2 separate regions of the Anas platyrhynchos genome follow, and region 1 is linked to region 2. Evidence: chromatin contacts called from public Hi-C data. All regions are on one chromosome and are shown on one strand. The core of a region is the stretch at or near the end of the contact, and the rest is flanking DNA. Distances in the headings are between cores, read along the strand shown. Region 1 has its middle 7.9 kb from the start of TSNAX. Region 2 has its middle 10 kb from the start of DISC1.

Evidence for each region. Hi-C and Micro-C count contacts between places; a contact is called where the count stands out from the background.
Region 1: a contact with region 2 is called in a Hi-C map of liver, with 1.6 times the contacts expected there. The contact joins two enhancer-like sites. A contact is called at or near these places in 2 of 8 Hi-C or Micro-C datasets (liver and skeletal muscle).

What each region holds. Positions count from the first base shown.
Region 1 is chr3:44,279,840-44,286,581 of IASCAAS_PekinDuck_T2T, reverse strand. No RefSeq gene overlaps it. Among named protein-coding and RNA genes, the nearest start is that of TSNAX, 7.9 kb to the right of the region's middle. Within about 2 kb of position 1,916, at least 2 of the 8 cell types and tissues checked have an H3K27ac peak or open chromatin away from gene starts, as enhancers often do.
Region 2 is chr3:44,239,447-44,245,559 of IASCAAS_PekinDuck_T2T, reverse strand. No RefSeq gene overlaps it. Among named protein-coding and RNA genes, the nearest start is that of DISC1, 10 kb to the right of the region's middle. Within about 2 kb of position 2,414, at least 2 of the 8 cell types and tissues checked have an H3K27ac peak or open chromatin away from gene starts, as enhancers often do.

The sequences.
Region 1 (6,742 bases), core at 667-3,166, 42 kb before region 2:
TTGTCACCAGCACCACCTTCCCCTGTCCCATGTCCTGTGGCTGTCCCGTGGAGGATGCGCACACCACTCCCAGGAGAAAGGCGGCCGCAGGGTGCCAGAAGAGCCTGCCAGCCCTCATTAAACTCCTCCAGCCTGCGGCCTAATTGCTGCGAGCTGCAAGTCGCCTCAGGAAGCAGGTCGGCCGGGGGAGGCTCGGGGCCAAATGACCTGATTCTCACTGCTGTAATCCATCACTGGCTACTCAAAGCAATCTGCACGTTCAGGTAGCTCCGAGCCCTTCTTCCCTGACAGCACCTGCCCGGTGCCTGCAGAGACCCCTCCTCCTCCTGCAGCACTCCTGTATCTGCTGTGATGCTGTGCGACTTATCTTGGGGCTTATTTTAAGCAACAGTACAGCACCGATCTGTATTTCTTATAAGGTACATGCTGTACGTATAGAAATACTGCTCTCAGCAAGCACAGATTGGGTTTCCCCTAATCTTAAACCATCAAACACAACTGCTTGCCTCTGCTTCCCCAAGCCTTCAGAGCCCAGCTCCATTCTCTCACTGGCACAACGCAAGGTGAAGTCTCACCTTCAAGGAGGCATTGACACGAACCCCTGTGCCTTCTTTGCTTTTATCCCTGCAACTCCATGCTCTCTGGCACACTGAGGTGCTCACAGTGAGCATCCTCTTTCCAAAACTTCTTTAGGCTGTCCACAGCCAAACTGGCATTGGCATTGCCCCTTGGGCTGGCCAGGCAGCGCCAACAGTGACAGTGCTATAACAATAAATACTGCAGTGGTGATGCAGTGCTAAACGGGTGTGATACCAAGCAGCATCACCGACAGAACATCACGCAATTTCTCTGCATGCTGTTAACAAGATTAGCTCAGATCTCAGAAATTAAAATAAAAATACATGGGCTCTGGCTTCATGCAGCTGGCTGCACACGGAGCTTATGAAATAAAGATTCCAAGCCTGGTAGAAATAGTGAAAAAATATCTGGGACTTTTTGTGCCTAATGTTTTATTGACATCACGCAGAATTTGCCTTGCAGGCTAACCTAGGGTGTCAATCTATTCTGTTTTTTTTTAAGATAGTTGTTTATTTTTTTCCCCAAAACATGTGTTGTACAAAATATAGCAATCGTTCAGATGTTTTATCTTGCTTGTGGTAGAAAATGGTACGGTTGTGACAACGCAGAAGTGGTCATCCCCACCTATCGTGCAGCCAGCGTAAGGACATTTTATAATAGAACAGCAACTCCCAAATAAGAACTGAAAGAAATTTAACAACGTAAGTCACCTCTATCATCCCAAGCCGGGCTTTTGCCAGTATAAACTAGTTTGGTTACAAAACATCGCAGTTCTTACTGCAATTATTATACTAGGAAAACTAGTAGATCCAGACTGCCTACAAAAACATGACTGCAGCAGCCACCGATATCCTGAGGACTTGTTGTGCCAAAGCCAGTGCAGTTGTAACTCCTGATTTCATTGAAAGTTATTCCAAGAATGAGTTTGTCCCACTAGGCTGGAATCCCTTTCAAAACAGGAGTGTAAAATGCGCGTCGAGTAAAATCGCGTATTCTGGGAAATATGTAAAAGGTAGAACTTTTTTTTTTTTTCTTTCTTGCACAGCTGGGGGAGGGGTTGCAGGATGAAAATGAGTCATTTATGAACTGTAGGAATTCTGCCACTCTACCCAGTACCCAGCCTCCCACGAGCGCGCTACCCTCAGTATTATTTTGCAGCTCCAGGTGGCCTCTTTTCTCCTCCGAGATAGTGCAGCTGGGCCTTCCAGCCAATAAAACAGCTAAACGGAACTTTTTTTAGCCTGATAAATATATCTGTGAAGGTATTGCGCAGTGTGTGTGGATCCAAATGGGGCTGAGGTGTGGGCTAGGCACTGAGCAGCTCAGGACTTAGACAGTCACATGCTCGGCAGGAGGAACTCGCTCCCTCCGAGCACGTAAGCAGTGGAAACTTACAGCACGTAGGGCACAGCAGCTCTAATCCCTCTCAGCTACACAAGTTCCCAGCCCCGTGCTTTGGTTTCCACAAGTGCTCAGGTGGCCTCGCGAGGGGTGTGCAAGGTGACCTGCCAGTGGACAGGCTGGTTGCACGGTGGGTGCCCGGCTCTGTGCTCAGCCCCACCAATGCCCCCTTTGTGGGTCGTATCTTAGCTGTGGGTGGTCTGCTCTGCTGTGGGTCTGCTCTGCTGTGCTGTGGGTTTGCTAAGCCTGGTGGAAAAATGAAAACGCCGTCTTCGTTTCATGAGAAAGAATGGAGCTTCTTCTGGGCACCGAGGTGCCAAGGCATGGGGAGTGTTACCACGAGTCAAGTTTGGCTCTCACCGTCGGTGAAGGAAGCAGCTGAAAAACGATGATGGCTTTGCTACAGATTGTAGCTTCACCAGGGCTTGGGAAGCAGGCTGGGTAGCAGTGCTGCAAGAGAGAGGCTGAGATGGGAGGGTACCAGCTGCTGTCCCTGCTCCCACCCCTCCTCTGATGGTGGTGGGACAGCATCCCTGATGTGCCAAGGTCTTCTTCCAGCTCCCTGCTTCCCCTCAGCCATTTGTGTTTTCCCATGAGTGGCGTGAGCCAGCCCCAGCCCTGACCTTTTCTCCTTGGAGTGCCAAAAGTCAGCCAGAGGAGGAAGTGAAGCGCAGAGCCCCCGCTGCTGCAGGACTCGACCTGTGTGCATGGGTTAAGCTCCTTCGCCTGCTTTTCTACAACACTGCAAGGGTTATGTGTTTCGGAATCTGCCCTATGCACGCATTAGTCATTTGTCAAAAGCCTGCCAGATACTCATTTTCCTTCTTTATCTGTTGCACCAAACTGCCGTTTAGTTTAATTTGGCGTTTGGAAAAATCTTGTCACCCAAATCACATTAGCAGAAGGTGAAAGTAAGCACAGAGGAAACAAGGACAACTGCATTTATTCCATGTGGGCAGATTACTTGTTCTTTTCCGGTGGAACAACTGTGAATGTTTTTCTTAGTAAAAACAAAAGAAAAGAAAACCCAAAACCCTCTGGCTAACTACCAGCTTCAGCTGTACCAGCTCTGCCCAGCTGTGTGCGTGCAGCTGAATGATGCCCCACAGAGAGGACACGTTCCTATTGCTTGGCTCTTTGGGATTAACTGTCCCTTTCATCAAGTTGGCTTGGACTAACGTTGCTGCCGATCAGGTAATGCAAATCTTCCTGAGAAAGACTCTTAGGCTGTTGATTACAAAAGATAGCCATTTCAACAGCCATTACACAACACAATTCAACCCCTAGATGTTGCAGGCAGATGCTCTAATAGCTAGGAACTGTTTATTGATCACAGCCAGATATGAAAACGTGCATCCTTTACCCGAAGCGCTGCTGAATATCTCGTGCAGCGAGATGAAAGCCATTGTTTATGCCAGTTGGGGAAGGAGCGCTGCCAGCACGTGGGAGGACGTACATTATCTAACATCCTACCTAGCACGTAATGGCTGAGAGCGACAGGCAGGAGGGGAACGTGCAGTGCTTCTGCTTGTGAAATGCGGTGCCTGAGAAGCAGAAGGGCATGGACTTACTCCCGCCTCATGTCAGGTGTCTAAATAAGAGGGATAAGTTGCTTTCTGCAGGCACCTCCCTCCCTCTGTACCGCAGCAGAAGAGCAGGCTCCAGGGACGAGTCCAGCTGCAGAGAGAGAGGCAGAGGGAAGATACAGAGGGGACGAGGGACACCCTGAATGCTGAGCTCAGGATTCCTCTGGGGTAGAGCCGCAGCAGAAGTCAGCATGCAGAGGAGATCCTGTCATCTCCAGCCCAGAGGTGCATTCAGGAGGAAGGTTGTACTGGGACAGTGCCCTGAGATAAGAACCTCCTGTGATGCCAACCCCAAAGCTATGCTGATTAACACCGGGATGAAAATAGCCCTTGGAGGTTTTATGCTAGCGAAAGGTCAGCCAGACTAGGACATCAGGACTAACATCTAAAGGAGTGTGATAAATAGCACCTTTTCTCCCTGCGTGCCGGACTTCTGCTCTAAAAATAGGCTTCTGAGCTATTTATTGGCACCATTGTGTGTCCCCTCTGCCCAGAAACAGGTTTACCTCTGAGTGCCGTCACCATGTCTATGGGTATCAGAGTGTTTTGAGGAGGCCCAGGCTCGGGCCAGGATTGCACTCTGCCAACAGAGAATTTAAAATACAGCCCTGCCCCACATCCCCTTGCTCTTGGTCTGTCCCTTGTGAACACTCCCCGTGAAGATCTCAAAGCCCACAGAGGGCCCAGGGCCTCCTCCACGCCAGCAGAGCTTACATCCAAGCAAGCCAGAGATAAAAAAATTCAGCCCAGCTCCTCGAAGCAAAGGCGTGCTTTTACTTTCCCGGCAGTGGCCGCTCTCAGCGGGGCGGGGGAATGCCCTGCAGCTGCCCACTCCTTCCACTGACCGCAGAAAGCGGCAGCCAAGGAGCAGGGAGAGCCAAGGGGGTGGCTTCAGAGAGGCTCTGGAGACACTCCAGCTGCTGCAAGGCCAGAACTGTGCTGAAGGAAAACGGGGCGGTTCAGTAACCTGGCGTGGCAGGCAGTGCCACGGTGACACAGGGCATTTTGCTGGTGGTCATCTTCAAGCTCAGGGGGGACAGCTATGTGTTGAAGCAGTGCTAGCATGAGGACAAAGCTGTCCCTCATGAGGTGACTTGTTGCCCTTGGAGGTCTGTCCACTATGCTGTCCACCATGGCCAATGCACTGTTGTTAAAGTAGCCAAGTGTGGAAAAGACTGTACATTAAACTGATCAAAATACACCTTCCTTTCTCCTGGTGGTGGCAGGCCCACCACGAATGTGTAGCCACAGCATGGATAACCAGTGGGAGTTGTACTCCTCCCCCTCTCCCTGTCCCTGTGAGTCTGCCTCCATTTTTGTGGTGAAAACACAGGTGGGTTTCAGCCAGGCCTGCTGCTTGCTGTGTCCCCAAAACCCTTGTGTCACTGCAGCTGGTTGCTCCCTTGTGTTTGGTAAAGGACACACCTGGGATGGAGGAATGAGCCGTTTAACTACCGCTGAAGATCAAAATGAAGAGCAGCTTTGGAAAACTGGCAAGTGTTAAGCAATGCCCGGGGCAGCAGGAGAAACAGAGGAGAGTGTTGTGTTTTGCACGGCGTTGTGAGAAAAGGGAGCGACCTTCCTCGAGGGCTGGGAGACAGCGGTTCAAAGATCTGCCTCATCGTCTGTGCAACCGGTGAGGCACCTGCTTGTGTAAGATCAAAGTCCAGGAACGCCTCACCTCGCTGGGACACCCTTTGTGGCTGCTCTGAGGACAGGAGCGGGGCACGGAGGTGGGAGTGGAGCCCTCCAACCTCTGGGCCTGGTGGCCCTCGGTCACTTCAGGCAACCGTGAGGTACGGCTGCCTCAGGATCCAGCTGTGCCTCGTGCTGAGGATCGGTAACATTTTTGTGCTGCCGTCTTCCTGTGAGGGAAACCTGTTTATTCATGCCTTGGATAACTAAAAACTTCCCTCAAATTTCAGAACTGTCTGCTGATGGCCAGTTTGTACTCAGGTGTTTTGTGTCAGACTGTCCTTCAGGTTGGATAGTCTGTCATTTCCCCCCGTGCCTCCCCAAGGTATTTATGAAGAGAAATCATAAGCTCTCTCATCCTCTGCTTTCCTGAAATTCTTCCAGTTCATACAATTTTCCTGGACATCTCTTCACAGTTCCTTCTCCAGGTTAAGGGTTTTCAGAAAATATAGCTAGCTGGAATTGCATCCAGTATTCCAGAGGAAGCATCTCCAGTGCCTGTTTTTTTAATGGCAGTGTTACTCTGCGAGCTCACAGTCATCACGCTATCATCAGGTTATCTTCTGGATTCAAATTCAGCTCTTCAGTCATTCCAAGTCCTGTTTGTTGCACAAATTCTTGTTCTTAGTTCTCTCACACATGAGCTTTACTACAGCATTTCACTCTATTTGCATACCTTCAGCACTCAAGGATCTCTCCCTGTGATATCCATAACTTCTTGAGTACAGGCAACACCCTCCAGCTTTCTGCTGTTGACAGATTTCATCACACATCAGTCAGGTTTCACAACACTTCTGGCTGAATTATTTTTTTAGTATTTATTTATTTGTTTATTTATTTTGGTATCTAAATCATCAGTAAAAATATTAAAATCCCTACAACTGGTCGTAGTGGAACCCCCTGGTTCCAGCACGGGACCTTTCCAACATTACTTATCTTCTTCCCTTCAGGCAGTTCCTCACCACTTTGTGATTTGCCTACTAACCTCCAGCTTCTCCAGTTTGCCTTTTAATTAGGTAAGTAGTGGCACTGAATCAAATGCTTTACCGAATCCCAATAGGTGAGATCTACTCTGCTTCCTTTGCCAAAGAGATTGGCTTATCACATCTAAGAATGATTGCTTAGTTTGGCATCACCTGGTTTTGAAAGACCCATCCTGCATCTTATCCTGTTTCCCAGCTACTCGTAACATGCAATTTGTAATTACTCATTCCTCTGAATTGGTTGTGAAGGTCTCAATATGCAGTAGGCAGGTATCTTGTGAGGACGTGTTCTGTACACTTTCTCATAAATCAGATACGCAATTTTTGTGTGACAGATCCAAATAATATGCTGTGCCTTCTGCTTTCATCAGCTTTTAACGTGGTCTATTTTTAACACTTAATTTATCAGTTAGGTAAGTTCTTGCCCCTGAAGGCGTAAGTGGATTCACTGACCTTATTCAGGACCTCCTGTGCAGGCTCTATATGTCCTTTATGTGC
Region 2 (6,113 bases), core at 1,165-3,664:
ACTGGGCATGAGGAAAACCCCAAGACAGGCAGCTATGAGAGGTGTCTGCACCTCAGCAGACTGTGCCTGGCTCGTGGGAGGCCCTGCCTCATTGCTGATGCTCGCCTCCTCTGCTTTTGGGAATTGCGTTTTGCTGTAGAGTGTGACCACCAGGGTTTGCTGATGCAGCACCTGGAAACAGAAGAGCTGGGGCACAGGGACATATTTGTGATTTGGGATTATTTCCTGAGCACTTCCCCCTGCTAGGTGCGCTCACACTGAGCCTGTCCATAAAGGTGTGGGACAGGAGGTGAGCGGTGAGGTGGGTGAGTTTGTTAATGGCAGTTTGTTAACTACCCACCATAGTAAAGACAACAGATGACTGAAAAAATGGAGAAGTGGATTACGAGGCTGCAGGCAGGAGAGGAACCAGGCTGAGCGTAGGTAGATGTGACATGGTACTCGCAGGGAAAAATAGCCTTGGTGTCCCCCTTTCAACACCAACATGCTGGGATTGCTTTCATGGAAATATCAACTCAGTGCTTGTCAGCAAGGAAAAAAGACAGCCAAATGTTAGGAATTAAAAGGGAAACACAGTGATAGCAACCAGGACTGTGCCCAGGACACCCCAACACAAAGTGATTTAGGCACAGCTCTATAGCACGAGTGGGACCATCCCAGCATCTCCCAGGCTTTACCCGAGATTTCCTCTCCCCACAAAACTTGCACCGCTTGAGTCAACGCAGATTTTGATGTCAATGTCCTTAAATTGTTTGTCTCTGTTTGCAACAGGCTTGTATTGATTTAGGTTAATTTGGTTACCAAAAAAGGGTTGCACTGATTGCTCTAAATGGATTAAATAGTGATTTCAGTTAAACTGGTGGCAGGCTGGTGTGTAGACAGGGCCTGGAGCTTTGTAAGCTAATGACTTGGCAGTAATACAACAAGGCTTTTTTAGACAGCTGAGACCAAGCTGTTGTTTTAAATCTAAGACCGTAAGTGTTACTATTCTGGTAAATTGTCCCCAAACAGGAAAATTTTCCAGCAAGTTGGGCTCCTGGCAAATCTCTTTACTAACTCTTACCTTTCTGACAAGAATTTGACAAGTACTCTTAATGTAAATGGATTTTGGACTGAATCCAAATGCAAAACATGGGAAATTTCCGTTTTTTAGACAAGGTTCTCTGATTTTCGTTCACCTTCCCAGCCTGCTAATTTTTTCACATTTCTGGAAATGGAAAAAAAAAAAAGTTTTCATTTTTTATAACAATTCCGATGGTTTGAAAAAAAGTGTAACTGAGGTCACCTCCTGCCAACACCAGAGAACCTTTTTCCCAGATGAGACCTGTGAGGAGAACAAGTTCAGGAGCAGCCACTCTTTTCTTCATTCAAGAAGGAGCTAGGGTGAGGTTAGTCCTTGGTCATTAAACCTTTTGTGCCCCGTACTATCTCAATGGGAAGAAAACCCTGTCTCTGCATAAAGTGCCTCCTATCTGCCTCTGAACCAGCTGCCTGAGCTTCTGCCAAGTGAATCTGCCTTCACAGGTCTTTTCTGTACCAACGTGCAAATCCCATTTGGCATTAGTGATTCATCTGCTTTCTTTGTTGATGTTTTTGACTCCAGGTTGGGACTGAAATGTGAACAGCACGGGACTCCAGTCCAATGATAACTGCACCTTGGCTCTCCTTGATTTGCAGGGAAGCCTACTGAGATACTAAATAAGCCTTTGCTCAGAAAATCCCAGTGCAGCAGGTCAGCTCTGATCCTTTCCTGTTTTAGGCAGAGAATATTATGAAACCTCAAGCAGAAAGCCAGTGGTAAGAACAAGGGGAGACTCCATGCTTCAGAGGAAAGTTGAAGGCTGCCTACAGGACACCAATTGCAGGCCAGGAATCTGCGTGAGGAGTAAGCCTATTTGTCCTCCTGGTTTGCCATCAGGTGGTATCCGAGCTCCTTCCAGACTGCTTCAAAGTTGTTCTAGGCTGACACCACAAAACCCTGTCCATGAGGGATGCTGTACCCTAGAACAGTGAATAATGGGATCACAGAATGGTTTGGGTGGGAAGGGACCTTACAGATCACCTGGTTCCAGCCCCCTGCCGTGGGCATTGACACCTCCCACCAGACCAGGTTGCCCAAAGCCCCATCCAGCCTGGCCTTGAGCACCTCCAGGGATGGGGCATCCACAGCTCCTCTGGGCAGCCTGTGCCAGTGCCTCACCACCCTCCCATGTGCCTCCCTGTGCTATGAATCATAAACTCCCAGATCAGAACAGCCAGCAAGGGGATACAAAGCTCACAGTGAGCAAAAGAATACCCCACAAAATCCTTCTTTATACTTCTCTGAGCCTCTTCCACGGAACAATTAGTGGATGCTCTTGTTTTGAACTCCATGACTCACTCTTGCAATTCAGCTGTGGTTTGCGCTCACCCAATCGCTTAACGCAGCGCAGGGAAATAGGCAATTGTGAGAATTTCCTCTGATTCTGTGGCATGTTACACTGCAGCGCCACGCGCTCGCAGGGCGGCTGTTTGCATCGCACATGTGCTGCCTCACCCTTCAGGCAGTGCTTCCTCGTGGCATCAGTGGTCAGAAAGTGTTAGAGAGAAAGTGCATTTCACTGTGTTTACAGGACTTTACAACTAGGCTTGCACGCACACCACTGTTGTCAATGGTCTGTAACAGTTAGGCTGTGGCTTGGCTCTGGTAGACTTTTATTTCCACCCGTGTATCTTCTTTGTCTGTGTGTCTGCATGCGTGCGCGTACTCGCAAAAGCCCCATTAAAGGTAATAGGCTCTATTAAAGTGATTATGCCGGCTAATGTCTCCCACACTCCTTTCTGCTAACCATATTCAGCTTTGTCAGTTAACAGCATATTTACTGTTATGAAGTAGTAAGTGATTTTTAATCACTTCCCGTAACATACACACTCGTGTAACTTTCCAACTACCTCGTAGATACGAAGGACGCTTCAGCAATTGAAGTAAAAGTGTTTTCCAAAGATTCCCTGCACCCACAGAGTGTGTTTGGAGGCTTCCCTGTGCTTACCTTGCCTTGGTCACGCTGTGATAATTTTGGCAGCAGAGCAAGGAAAACGCCCTCAATAATTTGCCAACATTTTTCATATCTTAAAGAGAACAAAACCATAAAACCATGGTGTACCGCTGGTACCACACATCAGAAACCTTGCCCTGTGTCCATCAAAAGATGCTGTAATGGTGGAGAGGTTATTTCACTGGCTCCCAAGGGCTAAATTCGTGCTGGGAATGAGAACAGCAGGAGTTGCCTGAATGGGGTGAGCTGCTGCATCCTTCACAGAGAGCTCCCTCCAGCCCCAGGATGGATGAGCCGGGGACTACAGTGGCCATGGGCAGCCACTGTTCCTCTGAGAGAGTTTTGGGGTGAGGCCCAGGTTTCTTACTTGTTTCTGCCTTTTTTTTTTTTTTTCCTGCTTTTGACTTGCCCTTGCTTGACCTCCTCTCTCAGACACTTTCTCTCACAGCTGTTTCCGTTCTGCAGCTGCTTTTGCTCTTACCACTCATCTTCGTTTTGTTCCATTTCTCCCCTTTTTCCTCTTTTGACTTCCCTGTTTCTCTCACTTTTCCCTCTTACTGCCCAACCACTCACCACATTTTCCCTTGCAGACAATTTCCCAAGGGCTCAACCACAGCAGCTCCGTTTGCATGGCCATTTGCACAACCCAGAGGTTCTTGGCTGAGGAACATTATCTTCCTTGGCTCCATCTATGGTCCTTGGGGATGGACAGGAACCTCCCTCCAGAAGGTGCTTCAGCCTCTAAAGGTGTTGAAGGAACTCACAAAGTCTCTGCTCTCCTGACACAGACTGATGGTAACACAGATGTATTAGGAGTTTGCACCTGCAGAAGAGCAGCAGACTTGCTGTCAGCACCTTGTAGCAACTTTCCCCCACCCCAAAGCCTTGTCTCTGTGCTACGGATAAGGCATTTGGTCCTATGATCAGGACCAAATTCAGATGAGCATTTTCAGCCCTGTTCCGTTTTCGCTCTAAAAATAGGCCTAATGTAAGGAATAGGGAAATAAGAGTGAAAAGGGAAGCACAACTTTGATTCTTACCCAACCGCTTTAAAAGCAGGCATCTGCACAGCTTCAGTAGCTTTCCACCAGGAGAAGGTCTCCCAGGGGCTGGCTTCCACATCTTAAATGGAGCCAAGTTTAGTCTTTTCTGTGGCAAATCTCTCAGGAACGGTGAACTCCAAATACAGCCTTATTTCCATCCAGACATCCATTCCCAGAGAGACTTTTTCTGTTCACTGTGACCGAGAAAATACATGAGACACTCTAACAACCATCACAGAGTATCTGTGCAGGCACCCTGCTCTATCCCGAGGTTGCAGACAAGCTGCTCTGTGGTAAAGGTTTCTTCTGTGGGTAGGAATCTGGTCCCACTACCTGCCTATGAGACGTTGCCAGTGTCTTTCCAAGGGTTTCACCCTGAGTCTGGGTCACAGCTTTTGTTACCAGCTGACCCAGCAATGCAAAAATCTGTCAAAGTCCCATACCCTTCCCTCCCTGTGCATCTCTGCCCTCCCATCTCATTTAAATATGAGAGGGACTGCCTGGGGGCATGGGATGAGGTCCCTTGTCCCCAGGGCAGGCATGGCTCGGTGGGACCCTTATCCCTTCTCTGCAAGTCACTGGTGGGGGGAAGTCTGAGTCCACATTCCCATGTTCCTTGGTGCAGATAGATAGCTCTCAGGAGTATTTTTGGTTAATTTTATTACTGACCGCAGGAAATGATGTGACATGTGGCCTCACATCTGACCAAGGGGGCTGTTCTGGCATGGATGCACAGCTCTCCCCCTCTGCCATCCCGTGTGCAGCTGCCCTGGTGGCTTTGGTAATCAATTTTTTTATTAGCCTGTTAAGCCAAATGCTGGCACTGAGCCACCGGCAAGTTATAAAGCTGGCCAAATAATTGGAATAATAATTCACTCCCATGGAAAGCGATCCATTTAAAGGTGTTGTGTATTTCCTGAATGGAAATGAATCCCTTCTAAGGGTTTGGTTTAGATTAGTTCACTGCATGGTTTACTTGAGCCCTATTATTTTACCAGTGATACATAAATTAGGTTCATAAATACGGTGATAGGGCTGGACCTTGGCGGTGCTAGGAGATAGTGCTGTGCATTAATGTATATTATAAATATGGAGTTTGAAAACCTAACAAGCCCCGCTGGCAGACTTCCATGTATTATCTCACAATAATTGCTTCCAGCCAGTAGACATTTTTTTGTACTGCAGAAGACAGGTTATTTATATTATATATTTAGCCTAAAACTGTAATAACATCCTCTGGCAAAGGTGTTATCTGATGGCGTCTGAAATGAAACCAGCTTTCCTATTTCCAGGCATTAACAAGTGACAATCTTTGTGTCATCTCATGGCATTTCCTGAATTTGTGAACAAAATGAGGAGGATTTTTTAATTCATATCGTTTATTTCTTAAAAAGCAAAGATCTATTTTCAACAAGCAGGTTTCCCAGAATTGTTACGTGTGGTTTGTACCACCGACCAAAAAATATTTCCTTTACGATTCTAATCAGGCAGAAACAACAGCTCTGCTAGCAGGACTGGCTCTTGGTTTAGCCCAGTCAGAAAAATACCTGTGACCAACAAGGCACATGGAGGTCACAGAAGAGAATGTGTTTTTTCCTGTTGCCTCAGAAATGTCTGGATGCCTGCTACACCGCCCACAGCACATTCTCAGGCAAGTGCTGAGTAGTGAGGATGTGAAGTCAGCAGTCAGGGAGACCTAAAGGTATTGTTTTGGGCATTTTAGGCAGAGTCTTGGTGATGGGATGGGCTCGTTTCTTGATGTAGCTCTTCCATCTGCTGGTGAGGACAAGGAATGAGAAAGTGGGAGATCTAGGGAATTGAAAAAATGCAGCTGTCCAAGGAGAAATATTACAGAATGAGAGTCTGCACGGTGCAGTGTGAGACTTAGTGCTATTCAATGTTTTTATTAATGTCTGAGAGTAAACATAACATTTCTGCTGAGAAACTGGATAGTGAAAACACTTGCCAAGTAGCAAATAAAGATGAGAACAAGAATCACGCAGAGTGGCCCGGCCTGCTCGGTAGGGAGCCCATC